Linked DNA regions of Mus musculus: all the other regions are linked to region 3. A link is a contact called in public HiCAR-type and HiChIP or PLAC-seq data. All regions are on one chromosome and are shown on one strand. Each heading gives the region's core, a stretch centred on a gene start, on an enhancer-like site or on the middle of the called end of the contact. The rest is flanking DNA. Distances are from core to core; before and after follow the strand shown. Region 1 has its middle 4.9 kb from the start of Psma1. Region 2 overlaps Insc (INSC spindle orientation adaptor protein). Region 3 holds the start of Sox6os (SRY (sex determining region Y)-box 6, opposite strand). Region 4 holds the start of Rras2 (related RAS viral (r-ras) oncogene 2).

Region 1 (2,700 bases), core at 42-2,541, 1.8 Mb after region 3:
ACTTAGATCTACCATAATCAACCATAATTTTGGAGAACTCCAGCATACAGGTCTTATAACTCTTTTCTATTCTCACTCTAGTCTATGAAAATTACCCCCCACTTTAGGGTTCCCAGCTGTGATGGTTAATAGGTGAACACAAATACCCACCTTCTTTGCTTCTTGGCTGTGAGTACCCAGTGTCCAGCAGCCTCAAGTTTCCAGCCACAGTGGACTGCACCCTCCAACTGTGAGCCAAAAGAAATCCTTCCTTCCTTAAGTTGCTTTTGCCGGGTAGTTTGTTGCAGGAACCAGAAAAGTTAACTCACGCACCAGCTTAGACCTCCACACAGCTGCCCCCACTTATTTCATATGTGCACCCGGATGTCTGACATTCCAAACTCCAAATGTGAAAATAGTTCTAGAAGTATAACATAAACTCCATTTTGACAGATTTTTTTTTTCACACGAGAAAGAGAATCATGTCTCCTGCCCCCTGATGGAAATTTAAAACACTGTTGTATGTGGATCCAGGGTTATACTCATTGGTTGAGATGCCTGTGGAGGCCAGTAGAGGGCACTGGATTCCCTGAAACTTAACTTACAGGCTGTTGGGTACTAGGAACTGAACAAACCCAAGCAAGACCTCTGTAAGAGCAGCAAGTACCTTAGCCATCTCTTCAGGCCCTAGAAATTACCTTTACCCTAAAAGTCTGGCCTCGCTTACTAATGGCTTTAAAGGAATACTGCTTTGCTGGATTGGTTACCCTACAACATTTTTGTTGATCAATTTTTTAGCTCCTGGCTAAAGACATCATCAGCCAAAACCTGTATTTACTGTTAGGGCTGTGGGAAGCAAAAGGGAGCCACAGGACCTGTCTGGGGATACCAGCTAAGTCTGTCTGACTTTCTTCCTTTATCATTTGTGTGCATATGTATATATGCATGTGGACTTTATAGACACCGCAGGAGCCAGTTCTCTTTCCACCATGTAAGTCCTAAGGAGCAAACTTAAGCTGTCCCTTCACGTGCTGAAACAGGGTTTCTCTGTGTAGCCCTGGCTGTCCTGTCTTGCCAGTTACATTTCACTGGGCACCGAGTTTGTGTGACACGTGCCATGTATATGCATATGCACGGTCTAGTTCTTGTCTCTCAGGGGTGAAGGTTTGATAGAAAGGGACAATCTGTAAACAAGTGAGGTTAAGAATGTGAGTGGTAAGATGGGAGTCTGCCTCGAGTTTGGCTGAGGATCCAAGGAAGTCAAATGCCAACTATTCCACCATAAAATGGAAAACCACCAAAAGCAGAAATTCTCAGTAACGGGGGAATGGGTGGAGACGAAGTCTTTTGCAATTCCTGACTATCTTCTACTCACTCCTAAGCTAGGGAGGAAATTTAGTTTAGAAGGGTTTTAGAGCAATTTTTTTGGATTGTTGTGAGTCAACAGCTTTTTCCTCAGCTATTCCTAGGGAAAGAAACTTCAAGGATTTAGTGTAATTTTGCTATATAACCATTGGGTCAGAGGCCACAGTGGACTGGTGCCAGGCTTACACTGAGGGATTTATATACCCAGTGCTCACATACTTTTCTCATGTACAGTCACTACTCTAGGAATACAAAAACAAAAACACAGCAAAACAAAAAACAAACAAACAAACAAAAAATGGTGAACAGAATGGACAAAACTCTGGGCCTTCACAGAGCCAAAGAGCTAGGGGGGATTTTGCTGATACACTGAAAAATGAGTCTGGGGTTTGGTCAAAGTCCATGGTTACTGAGATCTGAGGCAAAGTATTCCTCTGAGAGTGTTTCTTTGGATCATAATGTGCTATTGAAAAGGACCACATCAGGCAGGCGTGGTGGCGCACACCTTTAATCCCAGCACTCGGGAGGCAGAGGCAGGCGGATTTCTGAGTTCGAGGCCAGCCTGGTCTACAGAGGGAGTTCCAGGACAGCCAGGGCTACACAGAGAAACCCTGTTTCAAAAAAAACAGGACCACATCAAAGGACAAAAATATTCCATACAAAGAAGATGGCCACGGACCTGAAGTCCCTAGCGATGAGCTGATAGCCTGAAGGTACGTTTACCCATGTGTGCAAGGTTACCAGTGTGTTCTCACTGAAGCAAAGGGGGTCTCTGTAAAACCCGAGCGGTAACCAGGGTTAAGTTAACATCACTAGCTCAGGAATCAACCTTTAGTCACAGAACTGAAGCAGCTGACATTAAACCGTCTCCCTTCCTGTTTCACCTTTGAAGACAGCCTAGTTGGCCTGGACAGAGTGCACAGGGGAATACGCAGGTAGGGACATAATCACCCATTTGTTCAAGCTAGGGAAGCCAAGAAGCATCTCCTTTAATATTTTATCACCATGATGAATGTGTTAATTACTGGTCTCACATTAGTAATGGACTAGTTAGCCTCAGTCAATTTGTTGGCTTTTTTTTTTTTTAACTTGATAGACCAAAAATGTCATGAGATTTCTAAGATAGTTCATTCGAAAGCAGGGAAGAAGTCCACACTGGGTTTGTTTCCACCATGCAGAGGGAACAAACTCACTTGTATGTGGCACCAGCTCTGTCTCATTTCTTCAGCATATACAGATCACCACAGACATTTGCAAGTCCTCACGAAAAAAAAAAATTCAACTTTGCTTTTATTTAGAAGTTACTCTTATATGGTTGCCATTGGGCTGGAAAGACAGCTCAGCAGTTAAGAACAT
Region 2 (2,700 bases), core at 53-2,552, 1.2 Mb after region 3:
CAACTAAACGTGATCTAAAGATAGGTTTACTTCACAGTGTTGCTTCAAGAATTATGTTGTCTGTGAGCTGTTGATTTCCATAATAATCTAGACTTCTGGTTTGTAACATTTACCTGCTGAATTGGCAGTAGTGACCCCACATATATCTCTATATGGCCAGAAGCTTATTGTTGTTGTTTGTTTCTGATTTTGTTTTGTATTATGATAGGGGTGTGCTGGGTATCTCAGGCTCCCTTGGAGCTGACTATGTAGCTGAGGTTGGCCTGGAACTCAAAACCCTCCTACTGAATTCTGAGATTATAAGCACATGCCTACACACCTGTCTTAAATTTACTATTATTAATGAGATTGACCGAATACTTGTCCACTTTGTCCATTTTCATTATGTGCCTGGATCCTGCAGGCATCTATGTTTACCACCTGTGACTTAGTAATGGGTGTTCAAAGTCAGACTATCTAACAGGGTTTCCCCTTCTAGAGACCTGGAGTCTCCTGGCTTCTAGTGGCCTCTGAGTACATCACTATCATTCGGATTCCTCAATTCCTGCCTTCCTCAAACTCTCTGCATGAAATCCTGGGAGGCTCACACTGTTTCCTAAAAGAAAAGGTAAACCTGGTGCAGGGCTCATCCTGGGTATAGACACTCTCCTGACACCACTCTTCATGGCCATCCTCACACACTCCTGTGAGCAAACATTGCTATTCCCACTTTTTAGAGGGAAGAGAGAGAGCCCATACTGTTTGTAGATAACAGAGCCAGGATTTGTGCCCACCAGGTGTGGCTCCAGAGTTAACACTCTGCTACCCTCCATCCTCACTCGGTGACTGTACTGTTTTAGATGGCCTATCTTATACATCAACACTTCAGTCCAGGCAGGCCCTCCTTTTGGTCAGGGAAAGCCTTTAGGAGAAATGTGGGGCTTCATTAAACTCCACGTCCTCAATGTCCAGCACAATGCCAGGCACACAGTAGGTTTCTGCCCCTGTGGACTCACTGAGTTAGTCAACAGTACTTTGTAAGCCACAAAGCACTCTCCAGATGGCAGCTATCCCAAGCTCAAAGGCTCAGGCAAGTGGCAGCCTGCTGTCACTGGCCACTTGAGCCAAGACTCCAAGTGCCTAAGGAGAGTACAAGTGACACCACGCAGCCTCTCCTCTTGGCCTCAGCTGGCTCAGCACAGTTTCTCATTATTAGCTCAATCACATGAAATTAACACAAAATGGTGTGTTTCAATTAGTCTTGGGGACCGGGGAAGTGTATGTTTGTTAAGACAGCAGGGCAGCCTGGGGGAAGGGACTTTCAGGAGAGCAGAGGTACCCAGCCTCCCAGCTCACTCTCTCATTAGTGCCTCTGGCCTCCGACTGCTTGCTAATTGCTCCCTTATTCCTCCATCACAGGAAGCCCTGGCCAGCCTAGCTCTGTTCCCAGCTGCAAGGCAGCCACCTTGTCTTTTGACAGAGACTGCTTACAACAGCCTTCAGGCTGACAAGCCCAGCTCCACCTCCCCTTGACCAGGAACACACAAGGTGGAACAGAGAAGGCCAGTTGGAAGTAAGGTCCTCTGGGAGAGGGGTAGAGGCGGCTGTCCTTCCCTCCCCCTCCCCCTCCCCCTACCTCCTTCCCACACGTTAGCTTTCCATGGAGGCCAAAGGCAATAAGGCAGTTAAATAGCAGTGTTACCCCACTTTGGGACAACCTTACCTCCCTCGCTGCTTTATTGTCCCCAGACCACTATCCCTACCTGGCATTGTCTTCTATGTTTTATATCTCCCACTAGAATTTAAGCCTGTGAAGGCAAATAAGCGTTTCACTTTTGACCAGGTTATACACAAAATTCTCAATCTCTCTCTCTCTCTCTCTCTCTCTCTCTCTCTCTCTCTGTGTGTGTGTGTGTGTGTGTGTGTGTGTATGCTCATACAGACATATAAACATATGTGCACTTATATATGTACACATGGGATTTATACAAGCCCACAGGCATATACCCTGATAATCCATGCAGCGTTCCCAGACATACCGTTCTCCTGAATGATGTCAGAGCCACACTGCTCCAGCACAGACATGTTTGCCAAGATGGTCACAATCTGGAAAACAGAATTGAGAAATTATAAAACAAACACGCATGGTCCCCATGACACTCTCTGTGGGTAGGTTATATGGGGACTGCAGAGCTTCTGTCAGCCTGGATCCTTACTATACATCTGCCTAGCCCTTCCATGGTATTGTCTTCTATTACCTTACATCATGGGCTGCTGCCACCCAGATGTAAGCCCCAGTGATGCCCACTAGTCAGTGGGTGGCTCTAGGGTAATCATCTGGGGTTCCAGTAAAAAGCAGACTCACAACGAATGAAGTTAAGATCCAGTTGTTTGAATTCAGAGACCCTCAGCCTCACCCCTACGATTCTAGACCCCTTTCTCTCTTCTGTTCTGGCTTTGTCTCCTGATTCTTTGATCTTTGATTGGGTTCCCCCATGTCAATTTCCTTTCTTGACAATGACCTTCTACCTGAAATGAATTAAGGCTGAGCTCCAGCCAGAAGGCAAGCTGATGAGAAAGTTCAGTTTAGCTACACTTTAGAAACCTCTAGTCTACCATCCTTACTTACAGATCGCCATTAACCCTCACAGTGACACTGTCATTAATGATAGAACACTAACATTCCATGGACATCCACCCTCAGTTACTGTCTCTTGGGCT
Region 3 (2,792 bases), core at 185-2,684:
AGAGAGTGAATTGTTAAGTCTCCGTAAAGTTCGAGGTAGGTATTTCATGGAAGTTCGCACAAGTGTGGGATGGAAGAAGTTGGTGTGCCTACTGTGTTGTGTTAGTGTTTCTCTCTCTCTCTCTCTCTCTCTCTCTCTCTCTCTCTCTCTCTCTCTCTCTCTCTCTCTCTCTCTCTCTCTCCTTCTCCCTCCCCCTCCCCTCTCTCTCCTCTTCCTCCCCTCTCTCCCTTTCCCTCGCTCTTTCTATTCTCCAGCTTAGGGTTCAGATGGGGCTCTTGGATGGCAATGCCCTTTGTACCCACAAGAGGGCAACATCTTGAGGGCTTTGTGAACACTGGATCTTTCATCGCGGCATGCTTGCTTGGGTTTTGAGAAAGTTTTAGCGAAACTTTCAAAGTGATATTTTATGTTATTCATAATATCAAAAAGTAAAGTCATAAAAAAGAAGAAACAAGAGAAAGGTGGAGGAGGAAAGGATGGGGAGAGGGAGAGAGGGGAGAGAGGGGAGAGGGGGAAGAGGGGAGAGGGGAGAGGGGGGAGAGGGGGGAGAGGGAGAGAGAGAGAGAGAGAGAGAGAGAGAGAGAGAGAACAGTTTAGATTGCCAGGGGAGTCTGAGCCACAGAAGGTGGGGGAGGGCTGTTGTAATTGTGGGTTTGGCCGACTGACGACTGGAGTGCCCTCTTCGGCAATCTTAGTTGTAGCCGGAGGTCATGTAAATCGACCTTAAAAGAATGCATAAGCCATAAATTAAACCCTCACCCAACGGCTGATCCATAAGTAGACAAAATCTAACCTGGACAAAACGGGCTTCCTTTAGGGCCGAGTTAACCCCTCTCCCCCAATAGAAACTCAATGCGAAGTTAGTTTTGTTAGAGAATGAATATTTTGTTTTCTTGAAAAGTGTCGATTTGCCGTGTGACTGCGCCGCCGCAGTTCTAAGAGGCGTCAGTGTTAGCCAGGCTGTGGCTCAGGGGCCGGGAGGACCCGCAGGGCTTCTGAACCTCCCCCATTTCGGACTGGGATCGTTGGCTAGTTGTGGGGTTGACGCTGGCCTAGGGCGGGCGGGACTCCAGGATCTTCGTAGCTCTCCGCGCTAGGGGTGAAATTTACCCGGAGGATTAAAGAAAACCCGGGTGGCTAGAAGCCGCGCGCTCCCTCCTCGCCCTCCACCACCGGGGCTTCCCACGACTTTCCCGGGACGCTCGAGTTCCAGTTCCCCTTGCTCCCTCCACTATTGCACTTTACTTTTAATGGTCCTCTCAGCAGTACACAAACCGAACTCCAAGGCAGTTTGCAACCCAACGGTGGTCCTTTTTGCTCAGCACGCTTGCTGCGCAGGCTGGCCCGCTGACGGCGTGGGCGAGGGACAGCCCCGTAAGGCTCGCGCGGGTTCGGCTTCCAGGTCCTCTGCGCTTCAGCCGGCACCCTCGGCTCAGAGCCTGACCCGCAACCTTCGTCCCTCTAGGCTCTCTGCCCGGCCCGCTACTGGCTGCCCGCTGCGGGCCGATGTTCGGAGCACCGGCTGGGCCCTGGGCGGGAGGCGGTGTTGGCGAGGCTCGCCTGCCCCGGGGGAGCTGCTTTCGGCTTTCTCCCTTAAAGGGCAGTACGAAGAAGGACCCGGGTTTGTGCAAAGGCTGCTGGGGCTGAACTGCTGCAAATGCAAAGGAACGGCCGGGCTCTGCGGAGGACAGACTGGCTCCGGGTCCGCGCAGCTTTAAGATAAAAAGAATTGGTGTGTTCGGATAGATAAAAGGTGGTCGTTTCCGGCGTATTATGAGTTTTATTTAAGCTTGTCTGACTCTGACCAAGTTTGAAAATGTTTGTTTGTGTGAATGACCAGTTATCGGCAGCGACTCCAGTTTGTGGTCTAAAATAAGTCATTTACTGGGCTGGCAGGGCTGCTAGTTAGCAAGATGGGCTGTTCTAGGCTGCTTCTGCGAGTTGCCTCCTGTAAGGGCCGCACTTGAAGTTTCAGTCTCAAGATAGTCCGAAACTGTCCCAGCGGCACAATAGATTGGGCTCCGGACCTCCAGTTTCAATGTCTGAGAGGGAGTTCTGGTGACTTCTCGGTCCTGGACGCTGGGCTCCAGGGTGAACTCCAGTGGCTTGGCTTTTGGCCCTCACGGAACCGCCCAGCCAGCAACCCAGTGGAGAGAATGCCCCTTCCCCCCGCCCACCAGGGTCTCCTCTCTTCTGTCCTTTGTAGTCACATGTCCGGGTTTTCCCCCTGGTCCGAGAACAGACACAGCCCCGCCCAGTCTATTTCTAGAAGGTGGGTTCGGTGAATAAAAAGGTCAAGTGGTTACGTTCCCGAGCTGGTCCACAGTGAGGGGGGACAGGACAGACACCTGGCAAGGCCCGCCCCGCCTGTCCCCCCAACCCTGGCGGGCCTGCCTGCCTGCGACTGGCCTCCCTAGGCCACATTCTTGTGTTAGGTTGGAGAGGCGAGAGGCGGTAGGAGAGGGAACCCTGAACCGGCCCAGAGCAGGCGAAGCTGATCCCGAGATGGCATTTTGTTTTGAACAGTTGGTGGGGAGGACGCTTCCTCATAAGGTAAGGTGTCAACTGGACAGTTGGCTGCCCAAATGCCACATGTATAATTAGCCTGCGTACTCAGCACCTCATCCCCAAGGCCCATAGGCACGGGCTTGGCTGACTTGAGTAGCTCAGTTCAGCTCTGGATTACAGGATTCCCAAGGGAAGCCTAACCGGCCAGGAGAGCCTGGAGAGGCCCTGGCTAGGAAGACTGACCATGAAATCTCGCTTTTGATTTTTGCCTTTTCTCCTTCTCC
Region 4 (2,700 bases), core at 9-2,508, 1.9 Mb after region 3:
TGCGGGTGCGCCATCCACTGGCTCGGGCCCTTATTTGAGAGCTTATTTGGAAGCTGAGGCACAGAGCTTAAGTTCCCATCGCTATGCCATTAGCAAAGCAGGCAGGATTTGAACCAGTGTACCCTCTGAGAAGACCACAGCCTCCATCTTACGTGGCCTCTATAGAGATATCCCTACCACATCCAAGTCACACACAGTGAGTTTCTATTTATATCTGCAAGCTTGTAAACTCCCCCGAGAACGTTCAAAACCACACAACAGAATGTGTCCTTTTGCCATCTCTGGCTTCTGCATATCATGGTTTTCTTTTCTCTCTTTCATTCTTCCTATCTTTTCAGACTAGGTCTCACTCTTCCAGCCCTGGCCTGGAACTCACTATGTAGGTCAGGCTGGCCTTGAACTCTTTGAGCTTCCAGAATACTGGAACTAAAGGCGTGGGTTACCACACACGGCTCAGCTTGGTTTTCTTTCCCTGGAATACTTTTCTCCCATTCACTCATCTGTTTACAAGATTATTCCTCGGGTCTTTGGGAAAACCTTCTCTGACTAGCCAGCTCTGGGGTAAGTGCACCTTGGACCTCAGTGCTGAGCAGCTGTTGTTCTTACAATTATGTCTCACAAGGTGCCTATTGTCCCGGCTGCCTCCTCCTCTGGACTCTAAGGGCAAGGGCCTGATCATGTTCGTAGAAGCTGTGCTAGCAAGGAACACGCTCCTCCTAAAAAACATGTCACCAACCTGCAAATTTCTCACGACCCTCATACACAATTATCACACATTTTTTCACACATAGACATAGGAACAAAGATGTTACGCCCCAGATCTGTCCACATGCACTGTGGCCCCGTGCAAGCTCAATCACTACCCACTCTCTCACTGTCACTAGACTATCATATGTTCAGGTACCGCTACAGGTCTCATTTTCTTCAATCGCTGCCTTATACTTTTTTTTTTTTTAAACAAATACAGTCACCATCTGCATTCCGAAAACAGGGTATGGAGTTGAGTGAATATGACAACAGTTCTATTTTTCATCCACGCCATCACAGGCTGTTTCTTTCATGAACACGATCCCTGATTTATGCAATCACTGTCACCGCCGTCCATCTTCCCGGTTTCTTCCTTCTCCTCCCGGTGCTCTGAGGGCAGGTCTGCAGGGTCTGCTGCCTAGGGCGCTCCAGAGTCTCCGCCTGGGCGGGCGCGGCCTAGCCCCGCCCCCTCATGCATATGTAGTACCCCAGCCCAGCGGCCCGGCCCCCAGACGGCCATTTGTAGCGGTGCCGAAGGCTGCGTTCGGCTGCGCTGCAGATCCGCGAAGAAGAGCGCGCTCCCTGGCCGCTGCGTCCTCTGCCCTGGAGCCTTCCCGGCTCTCCAGCGTCTCGGGCAACTCCCAGCCGGTCCGAGGGATAGCGCTCCGCGGCCCTCCAGGCCACTCACGGACCCCGCGCGCTCTACCGCCTGTAACCCAGCCGGCCGCACTCGTCCCCGGAGCCGGGCCTAGGGCGCGCGGCGGCCGGGCTGGGCTCGGGGCGTCCCGATGGCCGCGGCCGGCTGGCGCGACGGCTCCGGCCAGGAGAAGTACCGGCTCGTGGTGGTCGGCGGTGGCGGCGTGGGCAAGTCGGCGCTCACCATCCAGTTCATCCAGGTGCCTGGAGACGGCCTGCGGGGTGGCGGCGGCGGCGGGGTGGCGCTACCTGTGGCCGCGGCGACCCCGCCCGGGGCGCGCGGGTGCGGGGCTCCGGCGCGTGCGGTGCGCGCGGGTGCGGTTTGCGCGGGGCCAGGGCGCGCGGCTGCGAGGGCAGGAACAGTGAGGAGTCGGCGCTGCGCTCCTGCCCTGCGGCCACGGCGCCGCGCTACTGCCCGCCAGGCGCCCGGCGCGGCGTCCGGGGAGTCGGGCTTCTCAGGAATGTGGCCCGGAGGGCGGAGCTGGCCGGGTGGGAAGCGCAGTTCCACCTTATCACTGCGGTCAGGGCGGGAGCCCGCGGGTTGCAGCCGCGCCGCGGTGCCGGGCTTCCTGCCCTGAGGGCCGGAGTGGGGACCCCGCGCCTGCCTCGGTGGCAGCGCTGGCCCGGGCTACTTGGCGGCGGCTTCGCGCCGCCGGCTCCCAATAGTGTTTTCTCTTTGTGTGTGTTTGAGCTTCTCTTACAAGTAGTCTGTTTGGTGGTACGTCCGGGTGGGAGTGTTTGATCGTGCCCTAGGGAAATAATGGCTTCGAGGAAGTTAAAAATGTGCTTTGATAGGGGCGAGACCATTTCCTTGGAATTCCCGGTGCCTGCCTGCTTCGCGCTTAGGTGAAGTTTGGGGTGAGCCCCGCTAGGAGGGGACGAGTATGAGTTGTGTGTTGCACCCTTCTCCCCCCCCCCCCCTATTTTCTGTTTGCTGGAGGAGGAAAGTCGGGTTGTGGCAAAGAAAAGGAAGGTGAAATTTGTCTTTAGATTTTATTCTAGGTTAAGACGCCCGAGTGATTTTCCTTTCTCTTCTTTTTGATTTTTAAAAGCAAATGCAGATCTCCTTGCTTTTGTCACCCTGAAAGGCGTGGCATATGTTGGGAAGAGAGCGCAGGTACCCTGCTAAGTAACAAAGGTATTTTTACTGTATTAAAGAGGACGGGTAGCAAAATGTTTTTGTGTGTGTGTGTGTTTGTTTTGTTTCACCCATTTGTTGAATTGATAGAGTTAAATAGCTTATTTTATTTCGATGTA

What was found. HiCAR-type assays count read pairs that join an accessible place to other places. HiChIP or PLAC-seq counts read pairs in DNA pulled down with a chosen protein or histone mark.
Region 1: an H3K4me3 HiChIP or PLAC-seq map of embryonic limb bud shows a contact between it and region 3, with 4 times the contacts expected there. The contact joins the enhancer-like site here to the promoter of Sox6os in region 3. A contact is called at or near these places in 4 of 39 promoter capture datasets (the 3T3-L1 cell line, embryonic stem cells, hippocampal neurons and 1 more) and 2 of 115 datasets of contacts at active chromatin or transcription factors (astrocytes and embryonic limb bud).
Region 2: a contact with region 3 is called in an H3K4me3 HiChIP or PLAC-seq map of embryonic limb bud, with 14 times the contacts expected there. The contact joins the enhancer-like site here to the promoter of Sox6os in region 3. A contact is called at or near these places in 5 of 39 promoter capture datasets (3T3-L1-derived adipocytes, the C10 cell line, cranial neural crest and 2 more), 13 of 115 datasets of contacts at active chromatin or transcription factors (SST interneurons, craniofacial prominence, differentiating embryonic stem cells and 10 more) and 4 of 9 other capture datasets (adipose tissue, embryonic stem cells, liver and 1 more).
Region 4: a HiCAR-type map of astrocytes shows a contact between it and region 3, with 2.2 times the contacts expected there. The contact joins the promoter of Rras2 here to the promoter of Sox6os in region 3.

What each region holds. Positions count from the first base shown.
Region 1 is chr7:114,279,707-114,282,406 of GRCm38.p6, reverse strand. No RefSeq gene overlaps it. Among named protein-coding and RNA genes, the nearest start is that of Psma1, 4.9 kb to the right of the region's middle. Within about 2 kb of position 1,291, at least 18 of the 459 cell types and tissues checked have an H3K27ac peak or open chromatin away from gene starts, as enhancers often do.
Region 2 is chr7:114,841,508-114,844,207 of GRCm38.p6, reverse strand. Insc (INSC spindle orientation adaptor protein) reads right to left here. Exons shown (of 13, transcript NM_173767.4): 10 at 2,019-2,085. Among named protein-coding and RNA genes, the nearest start is that of Gm24982, 10 kb to the right of the region's middle. Within about 2 kb of position 1,302, at least 27 of the 459 cell types and tissues checked have an H3K27ac peak or open chromatin away from gene starts, as enhancers often do. A contact at or near this core is called in embryonic limb bud, where this site is marked.
Region 3 is chr7:116,030,621-116,033,412 of GRCm38.p6, reverse strand. It overlaps Sox6os (SRY (sex determining region Y)-box 6, opposite strand), which reads right to left and starts at 1,434. Exons shown (of 2, transcript NR_152104.1): 1 at 1,246-1,434; 2 at 863-1,093. The region is part of intron 1 of Sox6 (SRY (sex determining region Y)-box 6); the gene reads left to right.
Region 4 is chr7:114,116,339-114,119,038 of GRCm38.p6, reverse strand. It overlaps Rras2 (related RAS viral (r-ras) oncogene 2), which reads left to right and starts at 1,258. Exons shown (of 6, transcript NM_025846.2): 1 at 1,258-1,643. The coding sequence starts at 1,536.